4 separate regions of the Mus musculus genome follow, and regions 1, 3 and 4 are each linked to region 2. The links are chromatin contacts, called in public HiChIP or PLAC-seq and promoter capture Hi-C maps. All regions are on one chromosome and are shown on one strand. Each heading gives the region's core, a stretch centred on a gene start, on an enhancer-like site or on the middle of the called end of the contact. The rest is flanking DNA. Distances are from core to core; before and after follow the strand shown. Region 1 holds the start of Mafg (v-maf musculoaponeurotic fibrosarcoma oncogene family, protein G (avian)). Region 2 holds the start of Rnf213 (ring finger protein 213). Region 3 holds the start of P4hb (prolyl 4-hydroxylase, beta polypeptide). Region 4 holds the start of Csnk1d (casein kinase 1, delta).

Evidence for each region. Promoter capture Hi-C pulls out the DNA fragments that hold promoters and counts their contacts. HiChIP or PLAC-seq counts read pairs in DNA pulled down with a chosen protein or histone mark.
Region 1: a contact with region 2 is called in a promoter capture Hi-C map of pre-B cells, with 4 times the contacts expected there. The contact joins the promoter of Mafg here to the promoter of Rnf213 in region 2. A contact is called at or near these places in 1 of 39 promoter capture datasets (pre-B cells) and 1 of 115 datasets of contacts at active chromatin or transcription factors (pancreatic cancer cells).
Region 3: a contact with region 2 is called in an H3K27ac HiChIP or PLAC-seq map of bone marrow-derived dendritic cells, with 4 times the contacts expected there. The contact joins the promoter of P4hb here to the promoter of Rnf213 in region 2.
Region 4: a contact with region 2 is called in a promoter capture Hi-C map of pre-B cells, with 5 times the contacts expected there. The contact joins the promoter of Csnk1d here to the promoter of Rnf213 in region 2. A contact is called at or near these places in 1 of 39 promoter capture datasets (pre-B cells) and 1 of 115 datasets of contacts at active chromatin or transcription factors (pancreatic cancer cells).

Annotation. Positions count from the first base shown.
Region 1 is chr11:120,631,976-120,634,887 of GRCm38.p6, forward strand. It overlaps Mafg (v-maf musculoaponeurotic fibrosarcoma oncogene family, protein G (avian)), which reads right to left and starts at 1,572. Exons shown (of 3, transcript NM_010756.3): 1 at 1,387-1,572. It overlaps Gm17586 (predicted gene, 17586), which reads left to right and starts at 1,775. Exons shown (of 3, transcript NR_165823.1): 1 at 1,775-2,517.
Region 2 is chr11:119,388,677-119,391,376 of GRCm38.p6, forward strand. Rnf213 (ring finger protein 213) reads left to right here and starts at 1,423. Exons shown (of 68, transcript NM_001040005.3): 1 at 1,423-1,450. It overlaps Mir1932 (microRNA 1932), which reads left to right and starts at 1,796; the gene lies at 1,796-1,885.
Region 3 is chr11:120,571,952-120,574,651 of GRCm38.p6, forward strand. It overlaps P4hb (prolyl 4-hydroxylase, beta polypeptide), which reads right to left and starts at 1,302. Exons shown (of 11, transcript NM_011032.3): 1 at 706-1,302. The coding sequence starts at 856.
Region 4 is chr11:120,989,949-120,992,768 of GRCm38.p6, forward strand. It overlaps Csnk1d (casein kinase 1, delta), which reads right to left and starts at 1,385. Exons shown (of 10, transcript NM_027874.2): 1 at 987-1,385. The coding sequence starts at 1,062. LOC115486436 (a long non-coding RNA gene) reads left to right here and starts at 1,416. Exons shown (of 2, transcript XR_003949839.1): 1 at 1,416-2,820.

The DNA of each region.
Region 1 (2,912 bases), core at 322-2,821, 1.2 Mb after region 2:
CGTAGGTCTTCTCTCCTTCAGGTACTGACATTGTTTGAAGAGAACGGAAAACATTAAGTTCACTGAAGCACAGTGCCTCCGGAGTTTAACAATTTTCTGGAACCTTGAAGTTTCATAGGGCAAGTTCCACACCAAATGAAAAAAACACTGCACCTATGAGCAGCCTCAGGGCTCAGGGTTAAGGGGACATCCCTTAGCACAAACCACAAGGTAAGCACAGTCTAGACATGAATCCCTGGGCAAGGAAAGCAGTAGGATGGAGTTCAAGAACCTTCACGACAGATAAGTCAGTAAACAGCCATTCAGCCACACCCCACAAAACTGTCACCTCCCAAGAGTCTCCAGACACCCAACAGGGCACACACACTTTTTGGTAACTCCAGGCAACAGTGGGACCCCAAACTCTTCTGAAAGGAATAACATTGGGATAAATAAAACTACATCTTCTACTCCATGGTTGCACCTCAAAAACTCTCACCAGCTGCCTAGATCCACACTCTGCTCTCCTTAGCTGGTTAGAGCTGCCCCAGCTTCTTTCAAGCCACAGACCCTTCTCCCCCTGCCTCCCGGTCTTCCCCATCTAGGACCGACGAAGCCTGGCCATTCAGGGTCACAGAGAAGGAAAGCTTGCTTCCCAGACGAGCTGGCTCGGCCCACCTAAGCTCCTCCCCTCAGCGTACACCGATCGGTCTCCGGGTTTGGGGAACTGCCCCAGTTGTGGGACCCGGGCCAGGAGCCCAAGAACCAGGCAAGGATGCGCACGCCCGGGGCTTTACCTTCCACCCCGGGAGAAACCTGCGGCGCGCCCCTGCAATGCCTCCTTCGGAGCCTTTGCCTCCAACTCACAGGTCTGTCAAACTTAAACACGACCCCGGATCCCGGCCCGACCTTCACCACCCGGATCGAGCCCTGTCTCCCGACTAGACCGGCCGATAGCGGGCCCCGGCCCCCCGCCCTGGCCCAGCGTCAGCAGGAGCACCGAGTGACCTCATGCTGATGACTCAGCACGTCTCCGCTGGGCTCGCACCCGCGTGGCGAGCCCAAGCCGCGCAGCAGGGTCTCCCCGCCGCCTCCCCTGTGGGCCCGCGCGCGACCCCGCCCGCGCGGAAGCCGACGGACACCTGATGAGTCAGCAGCTCGGTGCGGCCACCCCGCTGACCCGGGCAGACGCGCGCAGCTCGCCCTTAAATCGCGCCCCCCGCAGGGCACCCGGGGTCCGCCGCCGCGCGCACGCCCGTCCCCAGCCTCGCGGTCGCCCGGTCCGCCGGCTCTAGGGGGACACAGGCGAACAGCCGGCTGGCGGGGAAACCAAGGCACGCGCTGCCGTCGGGTGCGCCGCAACCCCGAGGCCAGGCCCCGCCGCCCGCCCCAGCCCCGCGCACTCACCACACTGCGGGCCCGGGCGGGCCAAGGCGGGGCTGGGGCGGGGCCGCGCGCGCGCGCTCCGGGGCTGCGCGGGGCTGGGGCGGGCGCGAAGGGTCCGGGCCGGGGGCTTAGGAGGACTGGCCGCCTGCGCGGGCCGGGCCAAGCGCGCTGGGAAGGCCGGGCCGGACCGGGCTCAGAATCCGCCGCCGCCGCCGCTCCTCAGACGTCACATGATGTTTGGTCACGTGGGTTCCATTCATGAAGCGGCGACGCGGCTGGCCTAAGCTTAAAGGGAAAGGCGAGGCGGCAGCAAGGCGAGCGCGCCCCCATCACGCCTGCGCAGCCCCGCGCCGTTGCCCTTGGCAACGCCCGCCGCGCCCTGGCAATGTCTCGCGGGAGTCGTCCCGGCGCTCGCCGGGTTGACCGTGCTCCTGCAGAGACAGGTTCTACGGAGTGGCCCCAACTCGGATGCCTCTAGCTCCCTCCCGATCTCCACACCAACTCAGACCGAGGTCTATGGGAGGTTTGTTTGATTTTCTTCACTTGGATGCATAGTTTCACTGTACAGCGAGCAGACTGGATTTCAATTCCCTGAGATGCTCCTGCCTCGGCCCCCTGAAAGCGGAACTCACAGATGAGCGTCACCACGCGGGAACCTATTTGCTGTTTTGAAGGTGTGACACAGTGATTTAGTTCCTTACCCCGTTCTGCTGCGACGTCCTCATTCTAAATGGGTCAGCAGTCTGAAAAGGACACGGCTGTTGAGGGGCACAGCCCCAACCCCAGCTCAGATCCCCAAACTATCCACGATGACACGAAGGCTTGGAGGACGCTCACTAATGATTCTAATCTCCGGAGGGTGCTAGGGGCTTCACCTGCGGCCGTGGACCATCTCTTCGGGTAGTGTGCGTGCACTGTAGGAGTTGTGCACTTTGCCCAACCCTTCTCTGCCGCATTTGAAACTACTTTGGGTGCATTCTGCTGCTACTTTTTCTGTGAGACTTCTCGCTGCTGTTGAAAAAGTAAAAAAGAAGGAAAGTAGGAGGGATCAAGTTTTCATTTCGAGGTTCTGAACGTTCTATTTGACCCTGTCTTCTCTGGGAATCGTGAAAAGGTGACTCGTTCTGTAACATAGGTGACAAGGAAAAGGGGGTAAGCAGGCTGGAGGGGGCCTGTGTGTGTCCTTTGTGTCAAATTTGGTTTCTTGAGACAAGGTTTAGACCAGGCTGGCCCCAAACTCTCAGAGATCCGACTGCCTCTGCCTCTCTAGTGCTGGGATTAAAAACATGTGCCACCACACCCAGCCTCAAAAAGTAATTCTTTACATTGTATTTCTTTGGGGAGTGGGGGGGGGGGAGCTTTTATCTTTCACTGGCTGTAGCCAGAGTCTCAGAATACAGAGAATTACTCCTTATGCCTTGTGGTGGTTTGAATAGAAATGGCCTGCATGAATTCTAAATGCCGTGTCTAAATGCTTGGCCCATAGGGAATGGCACTATTAGGAGGTGTGGTCTTGTTGGAAGACGATTGTCTCTGTGGGGACAGGC
Region 2 (2,700 bases), core at 173-2,672:
GATTGGGCATATAGGTTCAGAGGGCTTAAGTTTATTATGATAGAGGCAGGGCACAGAGCCTGTGGCTGAGAGCTCACATCTGGATCTGAAAGCAGAGAGTATACTGGGCGTGGAATGGGCTTTTAAAACCTCAAAGCTGCCCCCAGTGACAAACCTCCTGTGGAAAAGGCCACACCTCCTACTTCTTCCCAAACAGTTCAATCAACAGGGGACCAAGTATTTGGACATATCAGCCCATGGAAGCCATTCTCACTCAACCCCACCACCCCCAGAGGAGGGAGGGAACCCATTAAGTGTAAAGAATGACCATAAGGAACAAACTAAGCCACAGGCGGTTCCAGAAGACTGTCTTTGGAGCTCCACTTGCATGCTGTGGCTCTAATACAACAACATAAATAAGTGCAATTAAAAAAAAAACTTTAAAAATCTGGGAAGATGAGGGTCTGGCCCCGAGGTGCATAGGAGGAAGACTTTGAGAGAGCTGCATGGAGGTTTGGGAACCGAGATCAGTTGGTACAGTGCTTGCTGAGCATCCAGAAGCCCTGGGTTCCATTCCAACATAAGACCAGCCATGGTGGTATGCACATGTAGCCCCAGCCCTTAAAACACAGGCAGGAAGTCGGGCGTGGTGGCGCACACCCTTAATCCCAGCACTCGGGAGGCAGAGGTAGGCAGATTTCTGAGTTCGAGGCCAGCCTGGTCTACAAAGTGAGTTCCAGGACAGCCAGAGAAACCCTGTCTCAAAAAACCAAACCAAATCAAACCCAAACCAACCAACCAACCAAACAAAAAGACACAGGTAGGAGGATCAGAAGTCCAGGGCCATCCTCAGATACTGTGGTACTTTAAACAAGAATGGCTCCCATAGGCTCAAGATATTTGAGTGCTTGGTCTCCCCACACTTGCTAATACTTAGTTAAAAAGCTTTGGGGGCAAAGGACATGACTGAGACTCACAGATGAGAAAGTGCAAGCACACAGTGTGGCCGTCCACTAGCAATGACTACTGCTAGCGGCTTTTGGTGGACTTCGATGTGATGGGTTGCCATCACTTCTTTGCCATCACTCTACTTTGCATGCACGCAACCTGTAGGTGAACACTCTTGCTGTCCTCCAGGTCCTTCTGTGGGTGGCTTCAGCTTGGCTAAATCCTGGATACTGTCCAAGGTGCTGGATGTCTGGGGCTAGAGGTTTGAACCTATCAATGGTCACCCATTCAGGGCGGTCCGTCCTGGTTGGGGGAGAATGTGCAACCCTGGTGCAAGAGCCAGTGAGATTTCGAAGGCCGTGGGCACGCAGCGGCTGTAGTCGCTCTGGACAAGCGAGCTAGGCCGGCGCCACCAGGCGGGGAATTCCAGCAAGGCTGTGCGCCAAGGAGGCGGAGGGGCGGCGCCGGCCCCGTGACCCCTCATCGAAGCGCGCCAGTCCGCGCGGGCGCATGGGCACTGCAGGTGCGAGCGAGGGGCTTCGGGGTTCCAGGATCTGGTGCTGGGCTAGGAGCGGGATGCAAGTCCAGGGGCAGTGACGCGAGGCCTAGGGTGCGGGATGTGGGTCTCAGGGACGCGCAGGGACCGGGGTGCAAGGTCCCGTTGGGCAGGGCGCGGGTGTTTCGGGCCAAGGGTCCACGGGGCGACATGCGGAGCTCTGGATGCTGTTTCATTGGGTGCCGGTCCTGCTAGGGAAGAGTGGGCCGGCGGCTCATGGCCCCTGTGGTCACAGTCCCTGAATGGTGCCTGCGTCCTGATGCGCCGGCGCCCAGCGGCCACTTCCTTCATGTTCCAAGTTTCGGTTTCACTGCAGGCAGCCGGTCCAGCCTGGCCCTGAGTCTCCGACCCCATTAACTCTCGGGTTGCGGACAGCGCTAGGTCGGCCCTGCTCCCCAGCAACACCCAGGAAGGTCGGGGACCCCCAACCTACACAACCCCGTGTCCTCGCGTAAAGCGGTCCCAGGCTCCGCCCCGGAATCTGCTCTCACCAACTGCAGCAGAACTTTTGCGAGCCAGATGTCTGCCCTCACCAACTGAAGCCAGAACTTTTTCGTGCCAGGCGTCTGTGCCCAGGGCGCTGATCTTACCTAGGTCAAAGCCGGGAGCCTCCCCTGTCCCCGAAGCTGCAGCGAGAGGTGCGCTCGCTCGCAATGGGCTAGCCCAAACCCATCTGCTTTTTTCTTAGTCTAGCCCGGGCGGGGGGTGGAGGGGAGGCACGGGAAGGGTCCTCTAGCTGGTGGAAAGGAGAGGCGGTGCCGCTGGCCGCTCACTTGTGCAAGGCTGCCTCTAGTCCGGGCTTCGCAGTTTCCAGGGGGGGAGGCACGGGAAGGGTCCTCTAGCTGGTGGAAAGGAGAGGCGGTGCCGCTGGCCGCTTACTTGTGCAAGGCTGCCTCTAGTCCAGGCTTCTCAGTTTCCTGAGCAGCACTAGAGAACTGACTTAGGTGGTGTTGGCTTTGGGCACACCAACCGAAAATTGTAGTAGGAGATAACCTGCCACCCCGTGGTGTGTTTCAGTTTGTTCTGTGAGACTCATGGTTTGAGAAGCAGAACTTTCTTTCTCCTCCTCCGCCCCCCCATTTTGTTTTTGTTATTGTTGTTTGTTTGTTTGTTTTTTTGGCCTTCAAGACCCGGTTTCTTTATAGCCCCTGCCTGACGTGGAACTCACTCTGTAGACCAGGCTGGCCTCGAACTCACAGATCTGTCCTGCTCGGCCT
Region 3 (2,700 bases), core at 52-2,551, 1.2 Mb after region 2:
AAATCATCCTTGACTTGTAACTTCGTACTGCCCCCAGCAATCAGGGTCAGTGTATACCTGGGGTTTACCACTCAGAATCTAGGAAAAGTTAAAAGGTTGCTGGGCCAGCACTATATGTAGCAAGTACGTGTCCAGATGCCTATCCAAAGCTGTTCTTTCTACTATGGGAATGTGACAATCTGTCAAGGCAACCTGGCAGCTGTGTTGGAGCTCACACACTTGTAAGCAGAAGTAAAGGCTTAGATCTGGCTTGCTTCCCGGTATACGGCAAGTTACAGGTAGGGTGGGCATAGTAAAGAGCGTTTGATCTACTCTATCGGAACTGCTAACTGCTCACACAGCCCACTCTGTTTTTCCCAGCTAACAGAAGGTTCTGGCCATGTGGACGTCGTGCACAAAGATACCTTCTTGATTCTCAATCCCGCAGTCCCCCTCAATGAGCTCTGACTACAACGACTTCTACTTTGGGTAGGAAGGATGCTCTTGGGACAACTGGAAGCAGAGAAGCTTACAGTAGGTGCTACCCGCGAGGTGCAGCTCTGGACCGGCCAGTCCGTGTTCCGTGGGGCAAGCTGAGGGCTACGGGCCACCGTACTCAAGAGGGGCCGGCCGCGCAGGACAGTGCTGGGTGCCGCAGAGGGCGGCCCGGAGGAGTCCGTGGACAAGGGGCCCTTCCCCCCCCGCCCAGGCCCACGGCGCACTCACAGAACTCCACCAGCAGGTACTTGTGCGCCGCCAGCGCCTCCTCGAAGTTGCTCTTCTTCAACACCAGGACGTTGTCCTCCTCCTCCAGGGCGTCGGCGCCCACCCTAGCCGCCCAGGCCAGGGCTAGGCACAGCAAAGCACGGCTCAGCATGTCGGACGTCTGCAGCGGGCGGGGCAGTTGGGTTGGCGCCGCCGGGACAGCCAAGGCGACGAGAGCGCGCGTCGGTCCAGACCTCGCCTTTATAAATCCTGGGCCGGGGACGCGCCCACGCCTCCCCCTCGCTGCGCGCGTCAGCCGCCGTGCGCATGCGCCCCGCCGCGCCCTCCGATTGGCCAAGGAGCTGAGAGACCCGCCCTCGCCGTGCGGGGACTGGACACCCACTCAAGGCTGGGCCACCAAGTCGACAAAGACCCGGAGGCCTTTCGGTTCTTGCCTGGGATTGGCCACGGCGCGCGCGCGCGCGCACAAACCCAATGTCCCCCAGCGTCTGATTCGCTGGCGAAAGCCAACTTTCTCTTTCTGGACTTCTGACTGGCGACTTTTCCCACGCCTTCCACACGTCTGGAATGGCTGCGGCTTTCCGCTGCCCGGCCTCGTGGCTCCTGATTGGTGGAGAGATGCGCGTACCCAGCCCGATTCTCCGTCGAACGTGGCAGTGGGCGGAGTCCCGGACCCCTGGGCGGGGCTACGCTTGCGCCTCCGAAGCCCCTCGTGTTGCATTCTGACTGGACCGCGTTTCCGTACTGGCACCGCCCCCAAGTCTCCTCAAGGAAGCCAGGGACGCCACTTCCGGTGCGCGTGCGGCTCGTGCGGTCCCTGCCCAGGTCTTGGGTGACGGACCCTAGTTTCGGGGTCGGTGTTCTGTGCTTTTCTCGGCTGCGGTAGCTGCCAGGCGTGTCCCCACGCCGCGGGCACGTTTCTCGGGCGCCCCGTGGTCGTCCGAGGCTCCTGTCCACCATTCGGAATTCGGTGCCCGAGACCTCTGCGGAAGCTGCTGGGGAAGTGGAGAAAGCAGTCCGTGCCGTCCGCTTTATACTGACCACATGTTGAAATGGCTCTTGAGTTCGTTGGGCTGAATAATAAAAAGGTTTGGCTTCTGTGAATCAGCCTTTCCATTACGTACGAGAGTCACATTTTGTCTCGGTTGGACTTCCTTTTCCAGAATCATCTTCTACTTTGTGTCTCTATCCCTTAGTGACTTGGAACTCATTGTACACAGGCTGGCCTGGAACCCGAGGAAATACTTAAAAGATCTGCACCGGCCCACTGGGTGCTGTAGTTACAGCTGTGAGCAGTCCCTGTCCGTGTTCGGTCCATCTTTCTCTTTCTTTACTGCTCCCCGGCTGTCAACCGACCTGCTCTCCACGCCCAGCCCGGGAGCTCACTCCTAGAAGCATCTTCTTTTTTCACTTCCCACTACGAAAACTATCCTGATTGTCAAGGGTCATTAGAAAAGGCAAACACCCAAATATTAAGTATATAGATTGACTAGTACTACACTGCTCTCAGAAATGGATAAAAAACAAGAAATATGGCATATGGTTTTGTATTTTGATAGTTTTTTTTTTTTTAATTGTTTTTAGTTTTTCAAGACAGTGTTTTCCTGTATAGCCCTGGAACTCGATAGACACCAACCTGGCCTTGGACTCAGAGATCCATTTACCTCTGCCTCCTCAGAGTGCTGGCATCAAAGATGTGTGCCATCACTGCCTGGCAGTAGCTTCTTTAGCAACGTTGTCAATAAGGACATGCATGTATTACCTTTCCTACTAGAAACTCCTCTTATCTAGTGTGAGTTTCTTCCCTTGAAGACCAAGTCCTTTGTGCCCCAACCCATTCAGTGTAGGCAGAGAGGGAGTCAGATCCTGGTCGGAGCTCACTGGGAAACCTTCGAGTATATACGGGATGACTTTGCAGGCCTAGGAGAGCTATGAATGAATTTGCCCTGGAAGAGTACCTAATCTAGCAGCAGCTTGGCTAGGTGCTTGGTTTTT
Region 4 (2,820 bases), core at 135-2,634, 1.6 Mb after region 2:
GAACTTCCTTCCACACCACTTCTCTCCCCTCTGTTCTGCCTACATCTCGACATTGAATGCATCTGCATTCATCAAAACTTCATTCCTGTTGATTTCCGGGTGTCCAGTAGTCAACTTAGATGCTCAACATATCCTCAAGACCCCAACCAAACCAAGGCCTTTCAGGCCAGGCACAGGGAACATTTTCAGTCCTGATTTGGAGGAGAGTGGCAGCCAGGAGGCTATGGGTGATCCCTTTAGCGGGTCAGCTAAGTGGAGATGCCATTGTGGAAAAGAGCAGGCCCAGACTGCTCCAAGAACCCTCAGAAATCAGCCGGTCGTTTCCCCCATTTCTGACCGGGACACTCCCCACCTCCACACTACATCTGGCTTATTTTGACATTTCTCCCCCACACATGAAAACATCCAGGACGCCACTGCAGAGCTGAGGAACAGCACCAGACCCTTGGCGGAGCAGAGCATGGCCTTTGTTTACTGCGGTGACCTTAGGTGGGGGAGGATGCTGACGCCCGGCCCAGGCCCTGCCCCCTCCGGGCCCCACCCCCAGCCTGCTGCCCTCCCCTGCCCCGCTCTCCCCTCCCCCTCCCCGCTGTCCCCCCCCGGCCCCCGCCCCCAGTCCTTTTCCCACGCCCTCTGACACCCCACCACCGAGGCCCGCTGGCCCCCGCCTCTAGGCCTCCTTCTTCCTCTCCCGGGTCCCCGACCATCCCCAGACACGCTCCGAGCTCTGCCCCCCGGCCTGCAGTCCCCAAGACCGGCCTGTCCTTCCAGCCCTTCCCCGCACCCCACCCCGACCCGCCGCGCCGCGCCCAGCCCCCCGGCCGCGCTCGCACAGCGGCCGTTGGTGTCTGGCCGAGGCCGGTGCCCGGGCCCTCGGCTGCGGGGATGCCGAACGTCCACTCCGGCCCTCCGCAGGCCTCGGCCTGCCGGGGACCCCGCCCGCCGATCCGCAAGGCCCCCGGGCGCTCGATGGCGCCGGGCCTCACCGAGATAGATGTCTCCGAAGGAGCCGCTGCCGATCTTGCGGCCCAGTCGGTACCTGTTCCCGACCCTCAGCTCCATGGCAGCGGTGCGGCTCGCTACTGCCCGCCCGGCCGCTTCCTGGGTCTGCGCTCCGGGAGGCGGCGCCGCTGCTGCCGCTACTGCGGGTCCGGTCCGACTCCGCCCCCCTCACGGCCCCGCTTTCACCATCGCTTTCCGGTCGCCCCGTCGCTCTCAGCGCCTCAATACGGGGCGGATGGGACAGTCCGAGCGCCGCCGCCGCTGCTCCGGCCCTTGCCGGCCCCGCTCGCCCTCTCCCCGCCGCGGATGGACTCGGATCTTCCGGGCCTAAATCCCCCTTCAGCTGCCTAAAGGAGCCGCCGCCATCGCGCTGTGACGTCACTTCCCCTAGCAACCCAAGGGGGCGGGGCCACCGTGCTCGGGGGCGGGGCTTGGCTACTTGATGGATTGCGCAGTCGCAACCAGGCCTGTTTCTCTGTCCCAGTGTCCACCGTTCCCGCAGGATGACTCCAGCTGGTCTCTTTGGTCTTCCCATTTGTCTCCAATAGAAGTCCGAGGAAGCTAAGCCATGTGTGGTAAGAAATGCCTGTAGTTCCAGCCCTTGGGAGTTCGAGACCAGCCTGGGCTATAGCGACCCTGCCCCTAAACAGGCAGAGAGAAGCCGAATAGCAGTTCCTTTTGTAGACCCCGGGAAAGGCCCTTTACAGATAGGGGAAAAGGGCAGAGAGGGCGGTCCAGGCCTAGCTCTGAGATCACAGGTAGACAGTTAGCTTTTGTAGGAATCACCAGTTGTGGGCTTTGAATGGTGCAAAACGTGCCTGCTGCTGCCTGCCAGCTTCTTGCACACAAGGGTGGAAGAAAAGAGGTCTTCCTGGGACCCACTGTGGGCAGGAAGGTCAGTGTTGAGTTCACTGAGGGTGTAGAGGGTATGTCTCAGACTCTGATCGCTCTCCAGGGCTGTCTGCCTGGAGAGAGAGTCAACATTTTTATCTGGTCTGCATTGGATCTGCATGTTCCCCTGGCAAACACAAACATGAATTCTGAAGTTCAGGCTGACGGCCAGCTTCCAAGACTTGGCTGTCCATTCTGACCACTGAGGAGGGACTCTGGAGGAGCTACCACACAGGAGGTGCCCCCTAACCAGGAGGGGACAACCTTCCAAATAGATGCTTTTCTAGGCCCACTCTCACCCAGCCAGAAACACGAGAGTCACAGATGAGTGTAATGCTTCTATTTGGTCAGCTAGCACCCGTAGCATCTGCACAGGGTATCACGCTGCATGACAACTCAGCAGCCCTGCAGAAGCACGTGGAGCTGACATGTCTTCTAGTCTCCCAGCTCCACCACCCTTCCTTTTGGTGGTCCTGCAGTGCCTGCCTGCACACAGTTGGCAGTCAGGTTGGGGAGCATTACACAGCCGGAGACAGAAGACACCACAAGGCAAACTGAAACCAGTGGTCACTGAGCGGCAGGTATGGGAACTGCCTAGCTTTTTAGTCCAGGAGTCAGAGCCAGATGCGGCCAAACTAGTAAAAATAATCTTACTGACAGAATTCAAGTATAATTTTTTTTCTGTTGATGAACAATACCTAACTTCATCTGAGAAGCCCCTATATTGAACTGAAAACAGCAAACCTGGTATCTGGCCTAACCTCTCTCTTACCAACCTCGGGCCTGATCTTTGCCTAGCGGTCTTCCCTCTGGGAGCACCTGCTCTGTCTGGAATAGAGAGCCGAGGGTGTGAGCTGCTGCGTGCCTAGGGCTCTGCACACCCTTCTTATTACTTGTATACAGGACAGTCAGCTGATAAAGTGACCA